Regions from separate parts of the Oryctolagus cuniculus genome. Here region 2 is linked to region 1. Evidence: chromatin contacts called from public Hi-C data. All regions are on one chromosome and are shown on one strand. Each heading gives the region's core, a stretch centred on a gene start, on an enhancer-like site or on the middle of the called end of the contact. The rest is flanking DNA. Distances are from core to core; before and after follow the strand shown. Region 1 overlaps UBE2H (ubiquitin conjugating enzyme E2 H). Region 2 holds the start of UBE2H (ubiquitin conjugating enzyme E2 H).

What was found. A called contact is a pair of places that touch in the nucleus more often than the background predicts.
Region 2: a Hi-C map of psoas muscle shows a contact between it and region 1, with 4 times the contacts expected there. The contact joins the promoter of UBE2H here to the enhancer-like site in region 1. A contact is called at or near these places in 6 of 6 Hi-C or Micro-C datasets (ear pinna, embryonic fibroblasts, liver and 3 more).

The regions. Positions count from the first base shown.
Region 1 is chr3:166,009,261-166,012,939 of mOryCun1.1, reverse strand. UBE2H (ubiquitin conjugating enzyme E2 H) reads left to right here. Exons shown (of 5, transcript XM_008258202.4): 5 at 2,227-3,679. The coding sequence ends at 2,351. Among named protein-coding and RNA genes, the nearest start is that of MIR183, 68 kb to the right of the region's middle. Within about 2 kb of position 1,294, at least 2 of the 8 cell types and tissues checked have an H3K27ac peak or open chromatin away from gene starts, as enhancers often do.
Region 2 is chr3:166,118,095-166,121,614 of mOryCun1.1, reverse strand. It overlaps UBE2H (ubiquitin conjugating enzyme E2 H), which reads left to right and starts at 1,660. Exons shown (of 5, transcript XM_008258202.4): 1 at 1,660-2,153. The coding sequence starts at 2,101.

The DNA of each region.
Region 1 (3,679 bases), core at 45-2,544:
AGTGAACTTCATTAAAATAAGACTGCAGAAGTTCTGAGGGCCCATGTGGGCTGACCAGTGTCCGCTGGCATGTCCTTGAGATCGTCATGTGGGAGAACTTTTCACAGTGAAAATTTAGCTGCATAAACCTTCCCCAACAAGGAGAGACATTAACAGTCTTCAAAATGCACCTGCTCTTCTGCCAGTGCACCTGCTGGATCTGTGATCTCGGCAGTTCCTGATCCCTTGGCCCTCCCTCGAGTCCCATGGCATGGGCATCTCTGCAGCGTAGCTGTTTTATGCCCTACCTCTCTGAAAACTTGGGATTCCATCGTGTAAACCTGAGTGTTCTTCTAAGAGCTGCTCCTGGGGTTCCCTTTCCTGTCCTCCGCCCCTCGGGGAGTTCGTTCACCTCTCACAGCTTCCGTGGTAGGTGATTTCCAGGTGGGTGTAGCGTTTCCATCTGTGTGGCCACCCCCCCCACCCTGACAGCTCACGGCAGGACTCGGTGTGTGTGCCTTGTCCTCATACTTAGTTGCTGCTGTCTTGTGCGTTTTTGGAAACCTGTTTAAATAGTGGACAGCCTGCAGAACTGAAGCTGTCACTGCCTTGCTCAGAGCAGGGCTCTCTGGTACTGCATTAATCATCTTTCCTCTTCTAAACACATCAGCCTGTGACAAATCAAGCTAGAACTCTGTGTGCTTCCTTTATTGGCCATGGAAAGTTTCAAACATGCAGAAAAACCATGACCATCCACTTATAGCAAAACCTTTACATTCTGCCTTATTTCTTTAGTCTTTTTTCTTTTAAGAAGGAAGACACAGAGTTCTGAGTGTTGTGTTTTAACATCTCAACCTCTTAGCTTTTGTGAGCTAAGCCTGGCAAGGCTTGGGACTCACTGTGGCTGTGGCTGCCTTCCTGGGCCCTCAGCCAGGGCCCTTCTGCGACTGCCTCCCCCTGCTGGCCCTCTGCGGCTCCTGCCTTTTAGCTTCGTCCGCTGACTCTTCATTAGTGACCTTGCTTTTCATTTCTCTCTCCCTGAAAGCCTTGTCTTAGTAAGTGCTTACTAAGCATTTGTTCCCTGGGATATACTAAAGAAGGTGATATTATCAAATTACAGCACCAAAACATTTCTCGCTGAAAGGTAACTTCCTACCTGGCCATGGCTGGTTGAATGTCTTTATCTCAGTATAAAGTTGTTCTAATGAATTTGAAGGGAATCTAAGTTACCTGTCACACATTCTTTTCAGGAACCCTTTAGAACAGTTTTAAGAATGTTCTTAGCCAGAGCCCTTGGCCTGGTTACTCGGTCCGGGCAGGCCCGCTGGGTCCATTCCCTTACTTGGCCAGCACATGAGGACATGAGGGCGTGTGCGCGTCCTCCTCGTGCGCCAGACAGGATTCTGAGCTGCCACACACAGGCGCTGTTGACTGGGGAACGGTGTCTGCTGCATAAACACAGTTGTTCCTAAGAGCAGAGTCGGGGGAACGGTGCACGGTCCCAGCACTCGGGCCAGCCTGTCTCCGCAGGGCGGCTCGTCCCAGGCCGGCTGCGGTACTGCTCTTGCCAGCTGCTCCAGAGCTGACGGGCAGGCTCTGCTGAGACTCAGCTCTGTTTCGAAAATAGCAGAGCTGAGCTGATGTAATTATATAACTGCAAATCTGAAAAGGATGGGAGATTTCCTAATAAATGACTAGTCCCAGCCTGGGTGGTGAATTATGTATTTACACAGTAAAAAAGAGGAGCCGACACTGTGGCACGGTGGATTAAGCCCCTATCTGCACCACAGGCATCCCCTATGGGCGCTGGTTCGAGTCCTGGCTCCTCCACTTCCCATCCCGCTCCCTGCTAATGTGCCTGGGAAAGCAGCAGAGGATGGCCCAAGTGCTTGGACCCCTGTATCCACATGGGGGATCAAGAGGATGCTCTTGGCTTCTGCCTGGCCCAGCCCATTGCAGCCATTTAGAGAGTGAACCTGCAGGTGGAAGACTTCTGTCTCCCTTCCTGCCTTTCAAATAATCAGTCTTAAAAAGTAGCAACACCGTGGGTGGGCGCCGTGTTTATTATTATTCCCCTGCAAGTCGGAAGTTCCGCGTGGCCCCTCCTGACCGTCCCTCCTCCTCGGGGGCAAGATGCGTGGACTCCGCTCCGGAGATGGCTCCCCCTCGCGCTGAAGGTAAGTGGGAGCCAGTCCACGCGTGCCCGGCCACTCACTGCCCACGTGTTCTCCTCCCCGCCCTGTGCAGAGTACATCCAGAAGTACGCCACGGAGGAGGCGCTGAAAGAGCAGGAAGAGGGCACCGGGGACAGCTCGTCGGAGAGTTCAATGTCAGACTTTTCGGAAGACGAGGCCCAGGACATGGAGTTGTAGTAGAAAAAGCACCTGCTTTTCAGAAAGACTATTATTTCCTAACCATGAGAAGCAGACTATAATATTCATATTTAAACAAAGCAATTTTTTTTATTACTAAACAAGGTTTTTATGAATAATAGCATTGATATATATATATTATATATCACCCTTTAGATCTTGATTTCTTGGTCATTTCTCACCTGGAGGTGCATAGCATATTCCCACATTCCATTTTGGTAGCAATATGCGGTCCGAATGCATGCATTCATGAGTCCGTTTGGCCAAGTCAGCTTGTGTGCTACTGAACTGTCAGAAGAACTAGCCGCTCTGATAGGTAGACGTAAGAATGACAGGAAGAAGTTGCTTCTTTTATTGATGGTTCCAAAGAAACAAACCAAACCAGCCGGCACTTGGACATGCAGACAGAATAGTGTTTTCTCGAAGTGGTCAGGAAGAACTGGGGGAGAAAGAGGTCTGCCTTGGGAACACTGAGAGCCAGCCACGTAGGAATCCGAGCTGTTCCTCCCAGTGGGCCCACGCTGGCCCCCGGCCTGTGCAGTCATGGTAGGAAACGAAGCTAACTGGGGGGTCGAGACTTCATGAAGTACATTCTTACGTGTCGATTCCTGCCCTTCACGCAGCCGGGCCCTGCTGCCACAGCGTTCTGCCTGGGAGAACCTTCTGGAAGTGTTTTCAAAACCTGATTGTTTTTCTTGAGGTCAAGCTGGTAAGCCAGACCCAAAAGGGACCGGGAAGAGGTTTGGTCACATGCTGCCCCTCGGCCGGCGGCGTGGAGAGCTTTGCGTTAAAGGGTGGTGGTTTCTGTGTGGGTCGGGGGGTTGTGTGTGAATTGTGCTTAGACAGGTGACAGATTTAGCCATGCCCTGCCTGTGAGGCTGGGGCATGCTCCTTGGCGTTTTGGTTTGGTTTTCTTCTTCTGCTGCCGTTCCTGGCTGCAGCCTGGTCCTTATCTGGGAATGGGTATTGTAGACGCGACGTGCATTCTAAATGTAACACAGATAAATAATTGGAATAAATAAAGCTTCTTGTACCCAAAGTGGCCAAAGTGGAAAAAGCTTTTCTTAAGGGATGGCTGACTAGGAAGGAGGGGCTCAGGGTGCAGGGAGACAGGTCCTGAAAGCAGAGACAGAGGAAGGGAGTTGGAATGTTTGCTTGGCCAACCCTGACGGCCAGATCCCAGATCCCAGATCCCGGGCTGCCTCTTGGAGGAGGGGTGGGAGGAGTTTCAGGCTGCAGCCCTGTGTGGTTGTGTTGTTGGTGTTGTTCCAGCCAATGGGACAAGAGCAGAATCAGCCAATCCTAAAGACAATTTCTGAATGTCCCGC
Region 2 (3,520 bases), core at 411-2,910, 110 kb before region 1:
TGCCAGCTGTGCAGGTGATTTTTGAAATACACCAAGCTTGAAAGCCACCAGGGGCATTGCAGGGAGCCCGGGTTAATTAGGTGACGGCGGCAGGGGTGTTTCGGGAGAGGAGGCAGCTGCAGTAGGAGCTCAGAGAACCAAGCTGACACCGAATCAGGAGGACAAAACTCTGCTCTGGCTTTTCTCTCTCCTTAAGAGCGAGGTCAGATAGAGGGGGTCGGGACTCTCCATTCAGACATGTCCTCCTCCTAATAGATGTGCTGTGTGCCATAGGAGAGAGCCATGAACTCCCGTTGGAAGCAGTTAAAATAGCCCATGGTTCTCAGAACACAGAAGAGAGGTCACCCCCTGCAGAGCCGAGGGAATGGAGACTTATTATTTAATGGGTACACAGTTTCTGTTGGGGGTGATGAAAAAGTCCTGGAACTGGAGAGTAGCGATGGCTTCGAGCACGGTGAATCTATTTAATGCTTCCGAGTTACATACTGCAATGCTAAATTTTACGTTATATACATTTAGCAGTGAAAAAAAAAAATAGCCAGGCCTTTTGAGGGATGGGACTGTAGGAGCAGACAATATTCAACTTCACCGATGGCTGCTGGCCCAGGTGCACGCGTTGTGTGTAGGCAGTTACGTAAGCGGACACAGCCCCCAGCACAGGGGCTGACAAAGTACAAGTGGATTCACAGGAGCAAGGGGACAGCTGGAAACTTCAGGAAAGCTGACATGGATATGGGCGATGCCTGGAACCCTGTCTCCTGCCCTCTTTGTCTCTCCAGCTTCACTGTGCACAGGGATCACCTGGGGAGCTTGTTAAGCTGCACCTCCTAATTTCATAGGTTTGAGGGGAAGCTCACGTCTGCATTTCTAACAAGTTCCCAGGTGACGTTCATGCCGTAGCTCACACAGACTGGGAGGGCTGTGCGCGTTTAGCCTTGTTTAGTTCCTCACGATAGCCTCGTGTCCCCCAAAGTGAGAGCCCCCAGGAGGGGCTTAATTATTATTATTTATTGATACCGAGGCAGTGTAAGAGGTGCGTGCAGGCGTTTGGAGGATGGGAGAATCTTTGCCGTGAACTCTAGCATATTCGAGCCGTCCCAGCTTCTAGGGGTCGCTCACCTTGTGATCTCAAATTCTGAATAAGGGTGTTAGTTCTAAGTTGTTTCTGGCCTTACCACCTTGCTGCCTCCACTCTGATCCTTGAAATCGTGGCCTTGAACACGTGAAAGGTAATGGCCCTGATTTGCAAACTGCGGGGAAGCCTTGCTCTCCTCTGCAATCCTGCAAATTCTCTTCACCTGAGGAGGGCAGGGGCTTTCCAGATCTGGGCGTCTGTCTGAATAATTGCCACTTTGGCCTCCCCCAAATCAAATAAACAGCCTTTAAAGCCGACTGTGTGCGAAGGCGGTTCATTCCCTAAAACACACGCGGGTGTCATAACGTTGCCATTATTTACTATGAACGTCTAGGACGACGGTAACACATTGGCGGTTGAGCGACAAAGTGTGTGGGGAAGGTTGGGGGGAGGGGACAGAGGACGGAGAGGGCAGGAGAAAGAGGAACTACATATCCCATAAGTCCCCGGGAAAGCCCACGGCGCGGCGGCGCCCCACCCCTCTCGCCGTCCGGGCCCGCCCCTCGGATGACGTCACAGAGGTGACGTCACGGCGTCCAGAGCGAGGCTGGGGTAGAGAGGCCGACCGAGCAGGAGTCGTCCGCCTGTCGTGCAGGCTGCCAGGAGTCGGCGAGGGGTGCGCGGGCGAGTGGCGATCGGGCGAGCGAGCTAGAGCGGGCCGGAGGGAGCGTGGCGCGGCGGGGCGCCGGGGCGGCCCCACAGCCGGAGAGAGCGGCGGAGCCGGGCGCCGCGGGGTCCCCACCCCCACTCGGCCGAACCGGGCCGGTGTTCCCCCGTGCGGGGGGCGGCGGCGGCGGCTGACGGGACCCGACGGGACCCGACGGGATCGGGGGTGTTGCCACCTCCGCCGAGGAGCCGGCGCGGCCGCGGGCTCCTCAGAGCCGGGGCCGGGCCCTTGACAGACGGGGCCGAGGACCGGAGAGAGGCAGCGGCGGCGCAGGCGACGGGGAGGCGGCGGCGACACCATGTCATCCCCCAGTCCCGGCAAGAGGCGGATGGACACGGACGTGGTCAAGCTGTATCCTTCGAGGCGGGGGATCGTGGCTGTGGTGGGGGGGCCGGCGTGGGGACCCCTGAGGCTCGGCCGAGGGCCCCGGGGCACCCCAGGCCACTGCCCCCTCCTCCCGCGGCGCCCACGGCGGCTCCCGGCGCCTCCCAGGAAGCGAGGGCCTGTTCAGCTCCCCTTTATCTGCAGCACCCCACAATATGCGTAGCTCCTGCTCTTCCTGCAACCCCCCCCCCCGCCCCTCCAGCGCCCGTGACTTTTCTTTGGGGCTCCCAATACGGCCTCTTTTTTTTTTTTTTTTTTTCTTCCCCCAGGACCAGCCGCCTCACTCTGTCTACCGCTGGGCCCACCGTCAGGGTCTCTCTTTTCTGTTTGTTCGCTCTGTATTTCGGGACTCCAGGCAGACATTTCCCGAGAGGGAGGCCTTTCTCCCTGTAGATGCCCCCATTCCCTGCTCTCACAATGCCTCTTGAACTGGGGTAACTCCAGCGACCTTCTTTATCCCTAATTCCTTTCTATATTAGGAAGAGAGTAGTCGGCGCAGGGCCCCCTTTGCTAATAAAGAGCTCGGTGTGTTTTTTAAATGAGGGACTCCTGGTGCGGTGGCTGGTCCTGGCAGGACCCTCCTGACAAAGCCTATCCCACCCGTGCTCGCGTGCGGTGAGGACCCCCGGGCCCTGCGGCCAGCCTCCCTCCATGTTGTGGCTGTGACAGCTGGGGGCAGGGAGAGCAGGCCTCCCTAGGAGACAGCCCCCCGAGAACCACCCACCCAAGCAGAACTCCCCGCGTGAGGCTAAGGTTCCTGGGGAGTACTCGCCCTGCCCCCGCCCCAACTTTATTCTCCCTGGAGGTTGCAGTGGGGGGGAGCCCCCCACCCCCCCCAGCAGGCAAGGGTTCTGGTTGGAGTCCAGGCTGATTATTTCATGACCAGCTAGAGAAATTCGCGAAAGTTCCTGTGACAAATCAAGGAATCTGGCTTTGGAGGGGATAAGTTAGAGATTGAGGGGGGCCCTCATGTGGGGAACAACTAAGCCCTGGGGAGGGGGGGGTTAGGGGGTAGGGTGTGAAAGGCTGTTTAAGAAAAAAAAGTGTCTCCTGTTTGTCTTTGGCCCTCACCCCATCCCCCCCATTGCCCCCTGTTGCAGGGTTTTGTTTATATAACTCAGGTTGCCGGGCCAGATTCTTCAGGTGAATTCTTCCTGGCTTTTATTTGTTGCCATTTCCGATCGACTGTTTTACTTCTTTGTAGGGATAGATGATGGTCAAACACTCAGTGATGGGATCTGCAGAAGTTTTTAAAAGTAGTTTTTGCATATGGTTTGGAGGTGGGGGATGGGAGGGAAGTTGCCTGGGCAAGAGATTATTACTGTTTTTTTTTT